4 separate regions of the Mus musculus genome follow, and regions 2, 3 and 4 are each linked to region 1. A link is a contact called in public Hi-C and promoter capture Hi-C data. All regions are on one chromosome and are shown on one strand. Each heading gives the region's core, a stretch centred on a gene start, on an enhancer-like site or on the middle of the called end of the contact. The rest is flanking DNA. Distances are from core to core; before and after follow the strand shown.

The links. Hi-C and Micro-C count contacts between places; a contact is called where the count stands out from the background. Capture Hi-C pulls out chosen DNA fragments and counts their contacts.
Region 2: a promoter capture Hi-C map of liver shows a contact between it and region 1, with 3 times the contacts expected there. The contact joins the promoter of Cdk7 here to the promoter of Ptcd2 in region 1. A contact is called at or near these places in 3 of 39 promoter capture datasets (cranial neural crest, liver and pre-B cells), 1 of 484 Hi-C or Micro-C datasets (CD4 T cells), 2 of 115 datasets of contacts at active chromatin or transcription factors (astrocytes and cardiomyocytes) and 1 of 9 other capture datasets (liver).
Region 3: a Hi-C map of CD8 T cells shows a contact between it and region 1, with 6 times the contacts expected there. The contact joins the promoter of Utp15 here to the promoter of Ptcd2 in region 1. A contact is called at or near these places in 3 of 39 promoter capture datasets (embryonic stem cells, erythroid cells and liver), 6 of 484 Hi-C or Micro-C datasets (CD4 T cells, CD8 T cells, embryonic stem cells and 1 more), 1 of 115 datasets of contacts at active chromatin or transcription factors (thymic regulatory T cells) and 2 of 9 other capture datasets (adipose tissue and liver).
Region 4: a Hi-C map of regulatory T cells shows a contact between it and region 1, with 6 times the contacts expected there. The contact joins the promoter of Btf3 here to the promoter of Ptcd2 in region 1. A contact is called at or near these places in 3 of 39 promoter capture datasets (the C10 cell line, erythroid cells and liver) and 3 of 484 Hi-C or Micro-C datasets (B cells, CD4 T cells and regulatory T cells).

Annotation. Positions count from the first base shown.
Region 1 is chr13:99,341,848-99,346,646 of GRCm38.p6, reverse strand. Ptcd2 (pentatricopeptide repeat domain 2) reads left to right here and starts at 1,969. Exons shown (of 10, transcript NM_026873.2): 1 at 1,969-2,083; 2 at 3,242-3,334. The coding sequence starts at 1,978. Mrps27 (mitochondrial ribosomal protein S27) reads right to left here and starts at 1,861. Exons shown (of 11, transcript NM_173757.3): 1 at 1,772-1,861. The coding sequence starts at 1,844.
Region 2 is chr13:100,728,634-100,733,432 of GRCm38.p6, reverse strand. Cdk7 (cyclin-dependent kinase 7) reads left to right here and starts at 2,491. Exons shown (of 12, transcript NM_009874.3): 1 at 2,491-2,659; 2 at 2,916-2,975. The coding sequence starts at 2,594.
Region 3 is chr13:98,260,819-98,265,617 of GRCm38.p6, reverse strand. Utp15 (UTP15 small subunit processome component) reads left to right here and starts at 2,626. Exons shown (of 13, transcript NM_178918.3): 1 at 2,626-2,743; 2 at 4,648-4,799. The coding sequence starts at 4,730. It overlaps Ankra2 (ankyrin repeat, family A (RFXANK-like), 2), which reads right to left and starts at 2,542. Exons shown (of 8, transcript NM_001271388.1): 1 at 2,142-2,542.
Region 4 is chr13:98,314,168-98,318,966 of GRCm38.p6, reverse strand. It overlaps Btf3 (basic transcription factor 3), which reads left to right and starts at 2,000. Exons shown (of 6, transcript NM_145455.3): 1 at 2,000-2,342; 2 at 2,669-2,737. The coding sequence starts at 2,217. It overlaps Gm9828 (predicted gene 9828), which reads right to left and starts at 1,851. Exons shown (of 4, transcript NR_137279.1): 1 at 1,358-1,851.

The sequences.
Region 1 (4,799 bases), core at 720-3,219:
AAAATAAGAAAATAATGTGATTGTGAAAATAGACAAGCTTTAGCAGCACAATTTAACTTTTAGCCCTTGTGGTGCCAATAATAAATGCTATGAAGATTGGGCAGATCATACACCTCTGTATCTTTTTCATCATACACAAAATGAGGGATACCACCTATCAGCAGGGTGGTTAAGGCTCACTAATGCCTGTCTACGAATTATGGTACCCAGTAAGTTTCCTTCCCCTGTCCTTTTCACATACCTGTTGTTGCTCTATCTCAGTTCATTTTTCTTCTATCTTTTTGATCATTTGGGCTGTATTCTTTCATCCTATTTTAAGTAGACTATGTAGAAGTCTTAAAGTGTTGCATATACTGACTCATCTGTCATGAATTTGTACAAGCTGAGTACTTGAATTAGGGTATTTATACACTGATGTACTTATATTGCCTTCCTATAGCCTCCATCTGTGGTCTAATGCAGTGTCCAAAAAACTTCTGTAGAAATAAAAATGTTACATTTTAAATTGTCCAAGACAAAAGACATCAGCTACATGGATGTACTGACCACATAAAACACTAACTGCCGTGAAGAAACTTAGTTTTTAATCTTATTTATCTTCAACTTAAATTTAAATAGCTACAAGTACTAGCAACTACCAAGTTGGGATAGCTTCAGAGTATAAACTGCCAAAGTAAAGGTTCTCTCAAGTTGCTCTGTGTAGTTTCCATTCCTTTGTTACAATAGTTGCCCCAGCCATTATAAGCAACCAACTTACTCTCCTGTATCTACTAGTGTGGGTCTTATGAAACTTCAAAGAATTTACTACCAATCACAATTAAATATGCCAAATAGCTCTACAAAGCACTCTTAGTGCCAAATATTGTTCGTATCAATTTGTCAAATGTGTGATATGAAGTGTTCTTGCCAGGTAGTTCAAACACTTTATCTTTAGAAAACTCTTGAGGACAACTGTGGAGTTTTTAAATGGCTGTACACTTACAGGAGTGAGAGCAAGTGAGCATTGCTTCTCTTTTTGTGACTGGTGTTAAGGGAGTCTGATTGAAAACAAGCAGCATTGCAAACATCCAAGTGTGGTTAGTTCATTTTACTTCTGTTATCTGGCACATCTTCAAGGATTACGAGATTGTAAGCACTACAAACTCGGGTTTTGCAAAAACTTCAAAACGTATTTTCACCATTAGGTACCCTAAAAAGGCTTTGAGTGATTATGTGATTCAACTCAAGCCATCAAATCGCTCTGCTTGTTTACCTACTGGTGGAAAAAAAAAAAAAAAAAGAAATGTCAGGCAGAAGTTGTGGCCAAGGTCACCAGGTAAAGTGAGGCTAGTGTTGAAAAATTCTTTCAGGAGATGAAGACCAAGGGTTCGGGTCATCAAGTACAAGGCAGTGAGGGAAAACTTTTGCCTGATGACCCTCCAAAGAAATCTCAGGGGAAGAAAACTGTTCTAGCCCACGGAGTGAACATATTTGGGTTTTTCATGATCACCAAGAAGTCTACTAATTTAATACATTAAACTTGCAAGACATACGCAGAACCTCATGCTACAGCCTTCCCCTACTTTTCAAAAGTTTGGAATGGCGGGTACTAGCCTTAAAGAAGAGGGATTATTTTTCCTTTCTGGGTTACCAATACCCTAAACGGCTTCTCTAGCAACCGGATCCCAGACGCACTTATGCGCTTCCTGGAAGCCCATCACCCCCTTCCTTCAATAAACAGCGTGCTGGGAGGCCTAAATGGAGCTGCAGCTCCAAGGCAGCAGCCACCAACCTGCGAGGCAAAGGCGAGACGCGTCTAGTCGCCGAGCCAGGAGCATCCCACACCGCACCATGGGAGCCGCCATCTTGGAGCGCACCAAGTGGAAGGCGGGCGTGGGGGGACAGGCACAGAGCCCGCCTCCGCCGGAAGTGGTCCTACCACCTCAGAGGTCCCCCCTGCCCGGGTCCCGCAGATGGTGCAGCCCGGCCCGGAACAACATGGCTACAGTGTTTCGGCCCCTGGAACGCCTGCGGGTGCCGCGTCCTTCGCTGCATCCCGGGGTGACGGGCTCAGGCTCCGCCTGCTGCCGCTGCACTCTCGGAGGTACGAGCGGCCGCACGCCTGGAAGGAGGGAGGGTGGAAGAGAAGGGAGCGTGAGCCCACCGCGGCCTCTCTTTTTGGAGGAGGCTCGTGCGCCCTTTCCCTTTTGCTGCACGCGTGAGCAGCCCGGTTTGCTTCCGGACTGTGAACCCCTCTGCTCTGTGCCTGGAAAGCAAAGGGCAGCTAGGGACTGCACTTGCAAAGGTCCAAGTTGCTCTTCGAGAACATACCTCAGTCGTCGGGTGTCCTTTTCTGCAAGGTTTTGGTGCGGAGTTTAAGAGATGGGAACCCAAGCTGTGCTGCTTACATTCTCAAAGACTCGAGGCAGGCGTCCTCATCCCCCAAATTATTCCTTACCGCCTTTCTGAAGGCGTGACTGCTATTGATAATAAAATTATTATAATGTGGGCGCGCACACACACACATAGCATCCAGTGACAGAGGTACCCTTCTTCATTTACAGAATAGGAAGTAGACAAGGTTGTCACTCGCCCAAGGTCACAGGGAGCTGGCAGATGCTGTATTTGAACTAAAGACCCAGATCTGACAGCGTCACAGGACTGCCTTTTCATAAACAACTATTTTTGTTACTACCTTACTGTGTCAGATCTCAGTGCACGGTTCATCTGTTTTTATCTCATGCACAGCCAACGATGCAGAAGGGTACATTCCAGACTTGCTGATCTGTGGTCAGTGATTTCTGATCTAGGGTTACTGAGTCCAGATCTGAAAGGCTATCTTCAGTGCCGAAGTTTCAAAACTGGAAGTCATGATATAGCTTTTCCCAATATTTCATGTTTCTCCCAAAATAAACCAAGCAAAAGTGTGTGTGTGTGTGTGTGTGTGTGTGTGTGTAGGTGTCTGCAGTGTGTGTGTGTGTGTGTGTAGGTGTCTGCATTGCTAGCCCCCAACTAGATAGCAAATGCCCATTTGTTCTTCATAGCTCATCTTGTCAACCAGTCTTCACACTCCATCAATCCCTACCTCTTTCAAATGTAAGACTTGCATTCAATACTTGACTGGAGATGTTTGCTTCTCACCAGGGATATATAGTATTTGTACCTCTCTGGATGGATCCTTTAGAGGCAACCATGCTCTTATTTGCTGCGGGGGAGGGGGAGAGCAATCAAAATGACTTTATTTTCTTTTTCTACTTTTTAGCTAAAAGATACCTACTCACAGATAACATTGTGAAGTTAAAGGAATTTCAACATAAGAAGATAGCTATTGCATATAACCTACCTGGCACCAAAGGTAATATCTGTTTTATTAATTCTTTAATCGTCTGTCATTCATATTTCTCCTTTGTCTCTATTCACTCTTTCAAGACCTATCTCATAGAGAGAAAAAAGACAGAGTGACCATTAGTTTCCTCATCAACCCTTTCTCTCAGACTCTGGTACTTCAAGTCCATGGCTCTTCCTTTAGCCCTGCCCCTAGGAACCCCACGAAAATAGTGATATTAGCCCTGTGGCCAGTCATCTAGATCTCTGCTGCTCAGAATATGATTTGAGGACCATCATCAGCATCAATTGGGAGATCGATAGAGATAGACTTGGAAAGGCAGCAGATTGGAATAGACTACATAGTTCAAGAGTCCAGGCTTTCAAATGTTGATTAAGTATACCGTAGACCTGTGATATACTTGTAGGTCAGTAAGACCATGGTGTGGTAGTACATTTGGATTTTTCACACTTTAGAATCTAGGATTTACTTTGAAAAGCTCACTGTATTTAGGCTACACAGAAGAATCAAAATTAGCAAACTTGGCACCTGTTAAGACTGATTGCCAGATGAGGGTCATTATACTGGTTTTTTTTTTTCCCTCCTACTTTTGAGAGATACTTAAGGAGTTAAAAGTGCTTGCTGCTATTCCAGAGAGCCTGAGTTCGGTTCCTAGCACTCACATTGGGTGACTTAGAACTGCCTATAATGGTCTAGCTTCAACTCCTCCGTTGCCCTCTTCTGGTCTTTGCAGGCATAAATGTGCACAAACCTTTGTGCAGACATGCATGCCTGCATAAAATCAAAATATTTAAAACATGTAAAAAGCACTAAAAACATGAGGACACCAGTTCTTTGGCTTTAGTCCCTGTCATATCTTAGCAATCTTGTGTTCATTCCCTCTGTCCTGCAGGTTGAAGACTTCAAACTCCTTGATAAGCATATCTAAGACTTCCTCTGGCTTTTGTTGATTCGTTTTTAAAAGACCTCATTGGTTACTATTGACCTAAGACAGTTTCACATATGAACATCACACCCTGCCCACTCTTACCATCATCTCCCTACCTCCACTTCTAAACCTTTCTCTCACGTTCCTGCCTATGCAGCTTGCCTTGTGACCCTCTGATACACACCCAACACTCCTTCCTCTTGCCACCGCCAGTTCCCAGCCAGATCCCACTGAGAGACTGACTGACACTTCATGCCTCCATCCCTCCCGTCCTGTTCCTTCTCACTGCTTTTCAGGGTCAAGCCCTAGCAGTCAAGGAGGCAGTCTGTGGGCGTTTTGCTTGCATGTATGTACTATGTGTTTGCAGTGCTAAGGCCAAAAGAGTGCACTGAGTCCTCTGGAGTTCCAGAGAGTGGTTAGCTGCCATGTAGACCCTGACTGTGTGCCCTCTACAACAGTAACAAGTGCTCTCAACAGCTCAGCCATCTCCAGGCCCCAGGCTTGCCTTTTGATCTTGGGTATTTTGGGCCTATCTGAGGTTTGCAT
Region 2 (4,799 bases), core at 1,242-3,741, 1.4 Mb before region 1:
GACTTAGATGGTCTGGACCTATATTTTTATCTTACACTACAGTGGGATATTTTGTTAAAAGGTATTTTTAGATCTACAATAATGTTTGACATATAGGAATCAATACATATTTGTTAAAAAATTTTTAGTTATTTTGAGACAAGGTCTTTCTTTGTATTCCTGACTGGCCTGAAGTTTACTGAATAAATCAGGCTGGCCTCAAGCTCACAGAGATTTGCCTGCCTGTGCCTCACTAGTGCTGGGACTAAAGGCATGTTTGCATCTTAAATGAGGTGGGTTTTTTTTTTTTTTTTTAAGATTTAGTATAAGTAAGTACACTGTAGCTGTCTTCAGATGCACCAGAAGAGAGTGTCAGATCTCATTATGGTGGTTGTGAACCACCATGTGGTTGCTGGGATTTGAACTCGGGACCTTCTGAAGAGCTGTCAGTGCTCTTACCCGCTGAGCCATTTCACCAGCCCAGCACTGTGGAGTCTAACTACATGTTTATTGTAGCATGTAGGATTCTGATTATAACCTGGTTAGTTATGTAGTTGTAGAATTTTGTGATTTATGAATTGAGTATTAATCAACCCAGGATTATAGAAAAAACTCCCAATGACCAATAACAGATTGTGTGTGTGTGTGTGTGTGTGTGTGTGTGTGTGTGTGTGTGTGTGTGACTGTAGGCCAGGCTTTCCTGGAAATTGCAAGGTTCCTGCCTGTGTTTCCAGTGCTGAAGTGCACTGCCATGCCTGGCAGGACAGGGATGTGTAGGGATGGAACAAGAACAGGAAACAGTAGAGGGAGAATCCGATTGCTTAATTACGCTTACTTTACTTTTTCATATGGGTTAAAGTACTTCTTTATGTTACCTAAAACTGGCCAGCTTGGGAGAACTGGCTGCTAGTTCCTTGGAAAGTCAGATTAGTTTCTGTCTAATGCAAAACTTCATTATGCCCCCAATTTTGGTTTGATATGGTGAACCTTGCATGGATCTCTTAAATTTTATTAACAAAAGTATTAAGGGGCTTGGAGATCAGGAGTCCTCTATTTGCACGTATGCCTGCATGACAGGACACTAGATCTTATAAGCCACCATATGGTTGCTGGGAATTAAACTCAGGACCTTTGGAATATGCAGTCAGTGCTCTTATATGTTGAGCCATCTCTCTAGCCCTTGGATCAACTCTTTTTTTTGGTTTTTCAAGACAGGGTTTCTCTGTGTAACCCTGGCTGTCCTGGAACTCACTCTGTAGACCAGGCTGGCCTGGAACTCAGAAATCAGCCTGCCTATGCCTCCCAGTCCACTGCCCAGCCGAAGATCAATTCTTTTTTTTTTTTTCCTTTTTTTTTTTTAAAAGATTTATTTATTGATTATATGTAAGTACACTGTAGCTGTCTTCAGACACTCCAGAAGAGGGAGTCAGATCTCATTACGGATGGTTGTGAGCCACCATGTGGTTGCTGGGATTTGAACTCTGGACCTTCGGAAGAGCAGTCGGGCGCTCTTACCCACTGAGCCATCTCACCAGCCCGAAGATCAATTCTTAAATCCACCAGGGAATTGAGGCCTCAACAAAACCACCCTCTACCCTGCAAACTGGAAACAAAGATATGACTCAAAAGGAAACCATTGCTGGAGCCAGTAATTGACAGCTAGGCTTAAAGTGAAATCATTAATTACATAGCAAACACTGTTACTATGTGTAAAGGCTCTGTATGTTTTTCTTTTTCTTTTTTAAGATTTATTTTTTATTATAACTAGTTACACTGTAACTGTCTTCAGATGCACCAGAAGAGGGCGTCAAATCTCATTCCAGGTGTTTGTGAGCCACCATGTGGTTGCTGGGATTTGAACTCAGGACCTTCCAAAGAGCAGTCAGTGCTTTTATCTGCTGAGCCATCTCACCAGCCCCTGTATGTTTTTCTTAAATCATTAGTTTCAAATTTTTATAAGACCAAAGGCTCATTCTATAGCATTCAGTAGGACTTGGTTTTGATTTCCTGGGCCTGTTTCTTCATAAATCAGCCTTTAAGAACTTGAGGGTGGGACGGGGAGGGGTACCCGATTGGAGGAAGTGGGGCAGAGATCAGGATGTAAAGAGAATAAGTCAATAAATTAGTGGGGGGGGGGGGGAGGAAAAAAACATGCACAAAAAGAAAAACAAAACAAAACAAATGGAGGGGTTTGGTGTCCATAGAGACTCAGGCGACACAGTAACGCAAAGCAAGACAGCTGCAAGGGCAAGCCCTTACACTTCTGCTACATTCCGAACTTAGAAATACCACGTCAGAACCCTGGCCTATCATCTTTGGAAGCAAAAAAAAAATCCACGTTAAAGACAAAATCCAGTAACAAATGGACACTGACTGCAGTCTAGGACAGCACAGCTTCCGGGTACTGTGTGCACGTGGCAGCGGGGAAGGGCAGGGTTCGCGGCCCAACTCAGCTTCCGTAGGACTGGCCCCGCCCACAGCGGAAGTATGGGCGGGACCCGTAGGTCGTGTGCGTCCAGCGACCGGAAGTAGCTGTTGGGCAGCTTTCGGACGCTTTAAATTCCTGCGGGGTGGAGGGCTTAGCTTGGGTGCCCGGGTCTGGTTTCTCACTCGCATGGCTGTGGACGTGAAGTCTCGAGCGAAGCGCTATGAGAAACTGGACTTCCTCGGAGAGGGACAGGTGAGGCCTGGGGCTGAGTTCTCGCGCAGGCAGGCACAGCCTGGCCACCGCCGGCTGCTCGGTCCCCTTGTCACCATCCCTGAATTGCTTCTTCCCTGCTGAAGAAGAGGCCTCCAGACCACGTAGCAGGCCGTGGCCAGTCCCCTCCAGAATCAGGGCTTCTTTGTTCTTAAAAGGGGGAGGTGGGGAAGGGCCAAAAACCAACCAGCAGGTAAAGAAAGACCTCTTACGACTTTGTTACTGTTCCCCTTTCTAGTTTGCGACGGTCTATAAGGCCAGGGACAAGAACACCAACCAAATCGTCGCCATTAAGAAAGTGAGTTGCCTTTTTATGTTGTTTCCTCTCCAGTCTTTGCGTCTTGCTTGCCACGTAGCCCTTGCTGGCACGGACCTCGCTATTTAGAACTTGCTGCGAGCCTTAACCCTTCTGCTTTGTGTTTGGGGGTTTGGGGGGTTTGCAGGTTTGCAGGCGTACTCCACCACGCCAGGCAACTCTTAGAGAGTAAATGCCCGTGCATTAACAGTTGATGGATGGCTGTCTGTGAGATAGTCTTGCTATGGAGTCCAGATTGGTCTCCCAACTCGTGGAAATCCTTCTGCCTCTGCCTCCCGAGTGCCGGGCATTACAGACATGGGCTACCTTCGGCTTCATCTTACTGCTCACAGTCACACTGATTGAAGGAGTTACAAGAACTCTATAGACAGTAGTATTTATTAGTATCCTGTGTTTCAAGATGGAACTCGGGCTGAAACAGTTTTTGTTCAAGTTAAAACGTTTCATCCCCTAAAAGTTGGTTGTTGGCTATGGAGGCAAGGACAGCGTCTCTTCAGTCCTTTTGGATGGCATGGTCTTTCCATGTCAAAGGTTGTTAAAGGTGTGTTATCTATACACGAAGGTTTTCATTGGCATCAGCAATACTGATAATAGTGTAATTTCTAGAAAGATTTAAGTATTCTTAAAACTTAAATTCATTAACAACACCCTGATATAATTTCCTGTGTGCCAAACACTTTTGACTATTTTTTTTTTCTTCCCCCACTTAACCTCCAAATAGTCCGTGAAATAGGTAAAGTGTCTTTGCCTCCCCTTTGAGGTACCTGAGGCTAGTTAGATGACTTGAGGGTCGCACAGCTAGGAATGTGGAGGCATTAGAACAGAGCAGTTGGTTGAGCTTCGTTCCTCTGCTGACATCTATAGCCAGCTCATGGTGACTCTGCGACTCCGAATAGAACTCAGGGCCTGTTGTGGTTGAGCTCTGTATTTCTGTGCTTCTTTGAATCTGTTGTTTCCTTTGTAATCTCACAATTCCTTTGAAGTATGGAGAATTACACTCGCATCTGGCAGCCTCCCCTTTTCATTCATTTAGTATTTGGCTTGCTGTCTTTTCAGTGATTCTGTTACTATCATTGTTTTATTTTAAGACATTATTTTTGTATTAATATTTTCAGGTGGGGGCGCTTGTGTGCCACAGGGCATATGCAGGATCCAGGACAACTGCAGAGAGAGCCTCTCTCTATGCCTTGTAGGTTCCAGGGACTGAGACCTTGCTTGGTAGCAAGTGCCTTGGCTGGGCGTGGTGGCCTATTTCTGTAAGCCCAGCGACTCCAAAGGCTGAAGCAAGAGAATCAAATGGTAGCATTTTCCAGAACTGGGGAGGTAGAGATAGATAGACAAATCCCAGAGGCTGCCTCCATGTAGCATTTCCTACGTGGTAGATGCCCGTGAGAGACACTTTCTCACAGAAACAAGGTGGACAGTGTCTGAGGAAAAACATCTGAGTTGGCCTCTAACCTGCATGTGCACACACACAAACATACATACCTACACCTACATTTGTGCACCCTTAAAGACATATATACATAAAGTTCAGGACCTTCTTGAGCTAAAGAGTAAGTTTCAAGGCTAGCACAGGCAATTTAGTAAGACCCCACCCCGTCTCAAAATAGAAAGTAAAAGGCTGGAGAGATGGCTCAGCTGCTTGTTCTTCCAGAGGATCATTGTTCAATTCCCAGCAACCACATGGTGGCTCACAACCATCTGTAATGAGATCCAGTGCCCTCTCCTGGTGTCTGAAGACAGCTACAGAAAACAAACAAACAAACAAAAATGTCGGGCACTGGTGGCACACACCTTTAATCC
Region 3 (4,799 bases), core at 1,377-3,876, 1.1 Mb after region 1:
AAGAAAATAAACTTTTATGCTAAGACAGTAGGCCATTATTTGAGATTAATTTTTTTTGTTTTAAAAGTGAATCTCACCATTGCACGGTGAGATTTATTTTTTTAAATGCCATTTCTGTAAGTCTTCTCAATTTGAGCTGAGGTATAACCAACTTGTAGCCAGGTTGACCAGCACTGTTTTCTATCATACCCATGATTCAGACAGTGAAGCACTTTACAGACTTGTTTTAAAAATGAGCTATTACACTTATCTATTTTGTTCGCATGTATATGGGCACACATGGGCCACAGCATGCATGTAGAGGAGGATACATTTCAGGATCTGGGGTTTCCCATCTATTATGTGTGTCTCAGGAACTGAACTCAAGTCATCAGGCTGGGCAGCAAGTGGCTTTACCCACTGAGGCACCTCCCTGGCCCTACAAAATGTATTTTGTTAAGAATTAAAAGTATATTTATCAGTGTTTGTTCAGAGAAAGCATAAGCAACTTGTTGTAAGTTTTGATGAGAAATATGTAGATTATGGATTGGTGTCACAGGATATGTGACAGTCCCAAATACACAGTCACTTGAAAAAGGAAGAACTGAAGATCCAGTGAATTTTTGTTTTGACAGCATATTGCCCCTTTGGACACCTTGAAAGGGAACTGAGTGTGTGATGATCAGAACTGCCTGGAATTAGGAGAGAAACGAATCAGTAATGTATGACCACTGCAGCACTTTAAAACCATTTCAAAAGACTGATCCTGTTGAGTATGGTGGAGCACTAGAGAGCAGGAGAAATAGTCCTCCCCAGAAAGGAGCCCAGCAACTGGTCATGCAATACTAAGTAGTCATGCCCTGAAAACATACACACAAGAAACATTACACAAGCCAGGTGTGAGGGGCACACACCTTTAAGCTCTGCACTTGGAAGGCAGAGGCAGGCACATCTCTGGGAGTTTGAGGTCAGCCTGGTCTACACAGTAAGTTCTAGGACAGTTAGAGCTACTTAATAGAGAGACTTTATCTCAAAAACTTCTTTTTAAAAACCACTGGTCCTTATCACGGCCTTCTGAGTAGAATGGGTGAGTAACATTCATCTCAGTGGAAAAAGAAAGCTCCTGAATCCGGAGAAACATATGTTGCTCTATCAACTCCATCACTGAGGTCAGTAAGTAAGCAGCAATACAAGAATACAAAACTTCCAGGAGAGACATGAAGACACTACAGTCACACAAAGTATCACATAACAAAGTTGCTACATTTTGTCAGAAGGCCACAGGAACAGAAAGTTAGTTTATAGCACTCAATGGGAACTGTTTCTAAGGAAAGAACAATTTCTTCTAGGCACGTGTGGGTTGAGCCGCAACTCCACCCCCTCTCCTCCCCAGTTCTCCCAGGGGATGTCCAGTGCTATTCTCTTGAAAACTTCCTTTCAAGCTCCCATTAAAGGGGGAAAAAACTGCCAGATGGAGATCTTTTTTCTTTTGACACGAGGTCTTACTTATTTTGTAGCCTCGACTCTGACTCCGGAGTGCTGGGATTAAAGGTGTGTACCACCTCCCTCACCTGGTTTAAGATCACTCTTAGGAGCCACCGCACACAAAACCTACCTAGTGCCTCATATTTTCTGATCTTAATTTGGACAATTTTTTTTTTTACAGTTTCTTTCCCATATTTTCTAATTGGGTCTGATAATTTATTTTCAACACCAACTAATTCGATGTGCTAGACATGCAAATCACGAGTTTCCCGAGACTCAATCCTTCCTAAAATGGGGTTAAAATAGTCACCTCTTTGCGGACCCCTATAGAACAATAGGTTTCAATAGACGGAATTACCAGTCTTTGACCAGAGAACAGGAAAGGAAAAGGGAACGGTTATCTAGACTGGATTACAGAGATAAGCAAAGACTGTTGATTCGCCAAGACTTGAAGCACAAGGGAGGGAAAAAACGAAATGACAGAGATGGTGAGAAAGAGTTAAGAAAGAAAGGGTGGGTAGGCTCGCCAGCCAGACGCCTGGGAAGGGAGAGTATAATGCAAGCAGGGGGCACAGTCCCCAATGGAAGCTAATCACAGAGGCTTCGGGTTCTTCCTAATTCTTGAAATTGTCCTACAGTGGGGGCAAAGGTGCTATAAAAAACGAAAGGCGTCTCACGGGCGACAGGTGTCCGGGCGGGCGTTCCCGCTCTACGGCCGCGGGGTGACACCCGCTCCCGCTCCGACGCGGCGAGCGGATCCGGGGACAGGGGCCGGTCAGGCGGGTGGTACACGCGCCCTGAGCTCAGCGGGAGAGCGGCTCTGGCCTGGCCTAGCCAGATCGGTCCCGAGCCCCGGGCCTGCTTCGGGCCCAGACGTCACTTCCTATCTTTTATCTCCTCTGGAAAAAGCCCAGAGCGTTCGGTGAAGGCGAGACGACTCCCAGGGATCGCTTCTTGTTTCCCTAGCGCCCCGTAGCCCATCCTCTCGGAGAACCATGGATCGCCTCAGTTCCGGGTCATTGGAGAGCGGCCCGGGGCCCCGCCCAGGGCCCCGCCCACCAGGGCGCTTTCTTGTAGTTCTTTGGGTCGTAAACCTTCTGCGCCTGCGCTGCACGTCATCTTCCCGCGACGCGCCTCTGCGCCTCCGCGTTTCCGGCTCCTGGACTGTCCGCGTGATTTTGAGCGAGTGCTGCAGAGCGGTATGCTGTAGGGAGCTGGCGAAGTCTGGGGAGTCGTCCTGGGGATCGGTGCCTCGGTGGACCCTCGGGGCCCCGCGGAGGTAGGCGATGGCGGCTCCCGGTGGCGGCCCAGGCTCTGCTCAGTCCTCACTGTGATCTCTGACATCCTGGACGTCTGTTCTGGGGCTTCCCCCGGAGATCACTGAACTTATCTGCCTCCGCGATTTAATTTTGACCCAGGCTTTGCTCCTCTGTAGTCGCTCTCCTAGCCACCTCTGTCAGTCCCTGGAGCAATCTCTTCTCCAAGGCCAAGGACAGAATTCTGTTTTAGTGATTTGAGGATGGCTGGGTATTCGTCCCTCTCTGCACCTCCGCTCTGCTTCTTTTGTGCCCATCGTGCCACATTATGCTTAGAGACCCCGCTGAAATGACATTATGTCCAGGTAGAATTAAACATCTCCCTCTTACATGTTCTCAGTACCCTTCAGGGTTTATTTGATCACACCTTGTGTCGTAATGCCTGTTATTCCGTGAATCCCAGTTTCTTAGGTCCTGACTTGGTCCAGTGATTTTCCTAACATTCGTTTTCATAGCATCTCATTGCTTGTTCTGTCTTCCCTTGCACGTCCCCGCCAATGCTGTTCTTCATTTGTGTAACTTAGCAAGCCAGCGCTACTTCTCACTTCTTTCCTCGAAAACCTTTCATTTCTTGAAAAATAGACTTAGGAGGTACTATTCCTGGGACAGATCTATTCCGGTGCCTGTTTTTATCTAGTGAGCCAATAATGGTTTTTGCAGATAAACATACTGTCTTATGTACAGTGATTTGGCTTGAAACTAAATGAAATAGGCCTTGACCTCAAAGAATTGTATTTCCTTTCAACAACAACAAATGCGTTTGTGAGTACTAGTGAAAAAATTTCTTGCCATGTCATTAACTATAGAATATCTTCTGCTTTGTCGGTTGGTTGGCCAGACCTAAAATATTTACCATCTGGCCCTTGATAGTGTTTGAGAACACCTGTTGGAAGGCAGAGAGGGATTTCTGAGGGACAGAATGACTTCCTGTGCTGACCTTAAATAGGAAGTACGTAGTGAAAGGGCATTCCTGGTATGTTAAAGCAAAAGTGAGTGTGAAGTGAATGAACCTTGGTTTGCTCTGCTTCATCAAAATAGCAATTAGAATAAGTTAAACTGATTGCTTTGGTGCTGCTGATGTCGGCTGTGCAGGCTTTTCAGAGTGGACAGAGAGTATCGTCGATATAATCGTCCATCTGATACTCCCGACTGTCTTCAGTTGAATGCTTCTCGTGTTAAGAACTTAGATTCTTCTTCTCCTTCTTTTTTTCTTCTTCTGTCACTTTTAAGTTTCCTCTGTTTAGGTTTTCTTTCCTACAGTTTGAACCTTTCACGTTTAATTTTATGTCTGATGCCAGCACATTATCTCTAATTTCATCTTAAGCCTCTACACTTAAAGATTAACTTTGTTTTCCTTGCTTCTTTTGTCTTTTAGGAAGTCAGGTCAGTCTGTTGTGTTTCTAGTTCTGTATTCTTTCCTTTGACAAGAAAGTGAATGTTCCAGCCCTGCATGCTTTTCTGGTTTCAACTACTGGAAGGCTAAGTCTTATTTACTCTCAAGCATTGCCGCCTGCTCTGGGAGGTTTAAGGACATACATATGCAGCATATATGTGTGTGTGTGTGTGTGTGTGTGTGTGTGTGTGTGTATGTATGTATTATATATATATGTGTGTGTATGTATATATTATATATGTGTGTGTGTGTGTGTGTGTGTGTATGTAAATGTATATATGTATATAGATGGGCCAGTATGGTACCCCAGATCTCTATGCTTCAAGTGTCTCTTCCATGATTTCAATGAGATGGTTTATTGGTCATTAGTCTATAAAGTTCCACACAGCCTTTTGAAAGAAAGTAGAATGAAAATCATCCTTGCATAGGAAAGCTTATAAACAATCTGTGCTTTAAAATTTGTTCTTTTTCCAGGCCTGAGGCAGAGTCACTGAAGTTATTGTGAAATTAGTTCCAGACTCCTGACCCTAGGATAACAGCGCACTTATATGAAACCATGGCCGGCTATAAACCTGTAGCGATTCAAACATATCCTGTACTTGGTGAGAAGATCACCCAAGACACTC
Region 4 (4,799 bases), core at 751-3,250, 1.0 Mb after region 1:
GCAAGCCTTTACACTTGCTGTAGACAGCCGGAGCAAGTGGGAAATGGTAGTCCTGAAGACAGACCGCAAATGGTAACTTCTAGAGGAAAAGTAAAACAATAACAAAGTCCTTCGATTGTTTTTTAAAAGGCTGGTATATAAATATTAGCAAAATCTGAAGTCCTGGTGCAGCAAGGGTCAAAATAAACATCGTCTTCCTTACAGTTTGGTGATTTTCAAAATCATACAAGTCTTCTATACCATGACAGAATAGGGGAAAAGAAACTAAGTCATATTTCTTGAATATAGGCCTAAAAGATGAGACAGGTATCAGTTACATATTGTAGAGTTTTATGTAAAAATTCAGAAAATATCATGATTAGGAAGTTTCACATACTTTCAGTGTAATATGAAGAGTAAAATATTCTACAGATAAACATTTCTTTAAAAAGAACTAGTTAGCCGGGCGTGGTGGTGCATGCCTTTAATCCCAGCACTTGGGAGGCAGAGGCAGGGGGATTTCTGAGTTCGAGGCCAGCCTGGTCTAAAGAGTGAGTTCCAGGACAGCCAGGGCTATACAGAGAAACCCTGTCTGGAAAAACAACAACAAAAAAAAAAAAAAAAAAAAAACAAAAACAAAAAGAACTAGTTTTACCTTTTATCCATCATATGTAACACAGTCATGTTTTATATATTTTCTGTAGCACTGAATTCTGTTGCCTCATCTCAGTTATTTGGAGAATGGTTAGGTACTTCATAGGGTAGACAACAAGCATGGTTTTCTGAGACAAACTTACTTGTTCGGATAAAAGAAACATTGTTGTTGTTTCAAGAAAAAGAACTTGTTACAATTTTCTACATAGCAACGTAGTTGTCTCTCCCGATTTTTTAAATGACTCATCGCTGTTGCAAGAAACTCTTGTGTAAAAAGGTTTCCAAGGGGAAAAAAAATTGATTTTAGCTAGAGTATTCATTTCGGCAACTTTTCTGGATAAATTGTATTCTCTAAAAATTCTAACACAACTTTCTCTTTGGAATATTCAAAAACATTTCGTAGCTAAGATTGGAAAAAGGCTTAAGCACACAGAATTTTCACTTAACCTCTTTTTCTTTTTCGTTTTTTAATCTTCATATAGGGATTTTCTAAGGTTATCTTAAAATTTGTCTGGGAATGGTGCTAGACGACTATAATCCCAGCATTGGACAGAGGGGCTCTGAGGCCGGAGAATAGCTGTGTGCTTCAGACTAGCCAGGATTACTTATCGAGACACTTTTTAAAACAACCATCAAATTATGCAACAACAACAAAAAACAAAAACAAAAAAACAAAAAAACGACAACCACAATTCGTGCTGGAGTTCGGCAAACTTTAACTCACAGCCACGTTTTTACCCCCAAGCACGCAGGCTCAAATTCATCTTGGAAGAATTCAAGGTAAAGTTTGCTCCATCGTGAATGCTTCATGGTCGAATCCATGACGATTCGAGATCAGGGAGTCGATGGTAGAGGTGTAGAAGGGTTAAGAGGTTACAAATCTTGTTACCCTGTTTCAACCTTGAATAAACCGAATTGCTGAAGGGTGGAGATCTGGAAAGCATTCCGAACATGCTTTCTAGACATTCTGAGTCGCGATTTCTACATCACCCAAGTCACTTAATTTTGGAAAGCAACATTAGCCTGGCTGATTTCGATAGTTTTTTATTTACACCCGGCATTGAGCAGACACTGCAGCCTACTGGACAAAGCTGGACGCCCTACGGGGTGGCCACAGGGCAGACTGATTTAACCACAGCTCTACAGGGAGCCTCACTGTCCGATCTATCCGCGGCCTTTCCCAGGACCGCGGACGGCGACCGCGGGTCCCAGCTCTCCGGTGCTGCTCCCGGCCCGCCGCTGGACGAAAGGAAAGAAACAGCCGCGGACCGGCCCCCGGCTGCGCATGCGCGGCGACGCCAACTCCGCTTCCTGAATTCTGGAGGAAGTGGCGTCGCGTTACTTCCGGCCTCCCTCTAGCTGCCATCTTGCGTCCCCGCGTGTGTGCGCCTTCTCTCAGCTGGTCTGCCCGAGACCCCCTGAGCGTGAACCTTAGTTCCCCGCGCGGCGCCATTTCCACTCCGACAAGGTACAGAAAAAAGGCCGTGGACGCCGGCGTGGGAGGAGACCGGGAGTTGGGGGTGGGGCGGGCGTTTCCCGGCAGGAGCGAGGCAGGGAGGGGACGGACGGAGCTGAGGAAAGCGATGCGACGGACGGGCGCTCCCACCCAGGCGGACTCTCGGGGGCGAGGGCGAGCCAGGGGCGGCTGGCCCGGGGCCGAAGCGACGCCCTCTCTCCCTCTCGGCGGAAGCCGAGGACGGGAGTCTCAGGTACCGCGAGGCCTGCGGAGAGTGGCCGGGCCGGGCAGGCCGTGGCGAGGCCTCGGCCCAGGCCGGGCAGGGCGGCGGGGAGCGGGGGATGCTCGGTCGCCGTGGGGCTGAGCCCGAGGCCGGGCCGGGCCGGGCGGGGGAGGGGCGAGGGGCCCTGTGCGCCCCGGCGAGCCTGGAGGGGTGAATTGGGGATCCAGGCCTCAGCCCGAGGGGGACGACGTTCTCCTGCGAGTGTAGCGGGAAATAACGAGCGTGGAATGCTGGAGGGGGGGCCCGGCCGTTCTTGTTCTTGGCTGAGGATTTTTTTTTTTCCTCTCTCTTTGTAGATGAAAGAAACAATCATGAACCAGGAGAAACTCGCCAAACTGCAGGCACAAGTGCGCATTGGTGGGAAAGTAAGTTTCTTTTTTTTTTTTCCTCCTTTCTTTTTCTCTCCTCTCTCTCTTCCAAAGTTCCGTTTGCATTTCTCACGTTGTTGGGTTTTTTGTTTTTTGTTTTTTTTGTTGTTGTTGTTGTTGTTTTTGGTTTGGTTGGTTGGTTTTTTGGGTTTTTTTTGTCACTTTGCTTGGCAGGGGACATTTCGCAAAGCTAGCAAATCCAAGGGAAATGAGACCAATACTAAGAGACAAGGAGGAGATAGATAGATAGATAGATAGTAGGGGTGAGGTCGGTCATCGAGTAGAGAAGAAAATAGCACTTAAAAACGGTGCCTTGCTTGCAAGAGGTTCAGGATTATGGCGCATATAAACAAATGTTACTGGATTTTATGAATGGGGGGGAAAGTATGTTCTCTGCCAAATCTTTGTGTACCGTGTACCCTTGACTTGTACAATGTTGGGGGTGGTTATTTTGTTACCTTTGAGTTGTCCTGAGATCCAACACATGTTTTGGTACATGCTAGAGGACCTCTCAACTCCCAAACTGCATTCCCACCCCATTTTTTTTAAAAGTAAGTTAACTGAAAGTATTGGCTTTTCCTGTTCTACTTAATGATTAGGTAATTTTATTATTATTATTATTATTATGAAGATCTTCTGCTCTTCTGCATTGCTTTCTGAACTAAATGCTCAACAGACTAATTGTCTTTTTTAGGGTATTTGAGGATACCTTCCTATTTAAATTCGTGAACAGTGTTAGGTTGGGAAATCCTACCTTAGCACATGTCTTTTGTTCCTCAACCTTTGTAATTATGCTACAGTGAGAGAATGCAAATGTGTTGGCAGGTTGGTTTCTCCAAGTGGATTCTGCTCTGAAAGAATTGAACTTGGTGTTGGTGCTGGGTCCACTCCAGATGAAGAGCTCCTTAGTTTCAAGTATCGAGTTAGCACATTCCTGGTGTTTAACAGGTTGAAGCATGGAGTCTCCGAGAAACCTGTGGAGCTTCCATAGTACAAGTTTATTACCTATTAAATTGTTCTAACTTTAACTTTTACTGAAGGTAAATCTTCAGTAGTCTTCTGAGAGATAAGGAAATGTGGAACGTAACATAACATAAGTTAGGAGAGTTGGCACCAGCAGTAAGCATCCTGTTTGCCTTTGCTGGCAATTGTAGTCTTCAGTTTGCACTCAGGACATTAACCTTAGATGCTTCTCGACCTTTTAATTTTAAGGCAGAAGCCTTCAGGTGCTAGGAAAAAGCTGGGCTTGTTTTCTTTCTTTTTAGTTTCTGGAGTGATGTGCTTGTGTGCAAGGTTGTTCCTCTTTAATTACTGGGTTTTATGTTTTAGCATCATCAATACATGGAAAATGAAAGCCTTCCAAGTCAGTCTCATAGGGATACTTTGTATCTAGTCTTTGTTAAGCTAAGACAATGTTTCCAGTTATAATATGGGAACATTTTTTCTGTACCTTTTAAGAAACTTTACTTATAGAATGAGTGAATGTAGCCTTAGAGAAAAGTAGTGTAAGATTCACATGCTGTTAGGTGAATATTATTCAAGACCCTTTTCAGTGTCTAATGGAAAAACTGACAATCTTTTAAGTTCTACATTTGTGAAATGTGTGAGATCTATAAGTGGTAGTCTGTATTTTATAATCTAAAATTTTCCTGGTTCTTATTGTTGTAAAAGTTTGTTTATAGTCTACATAAAGTTGGAAGTAACATAGCATGTCATGCATTTAGTGCAGAGTTGAGGAAAGACAGATTGGACGATGACTTGATAGGATTTTAAAATATGACTAACAATAAAATCTAGAAAAAATGGAGATGTTTGTGAAGTCCTTTTGTTGAGTGATTGAGAAGAGCCCTTTTCGAGGGGAGAAGAAATTTGCTGGGGAGGGGGGTGAGCAATGCAGGGAAGAGGGAGAGAGTTGAGAAAGGTCTAGTTGACTTACGAGAGCTCTGTGGGTTAAGAACTTTCTACTCTTGGCTATAATAGATATTTGTATACAGATTCATGAGTTGTTTGTATACTGTCTCATCTGTGAATATTAAGCTATTGATTTTTCTTTGAAAAC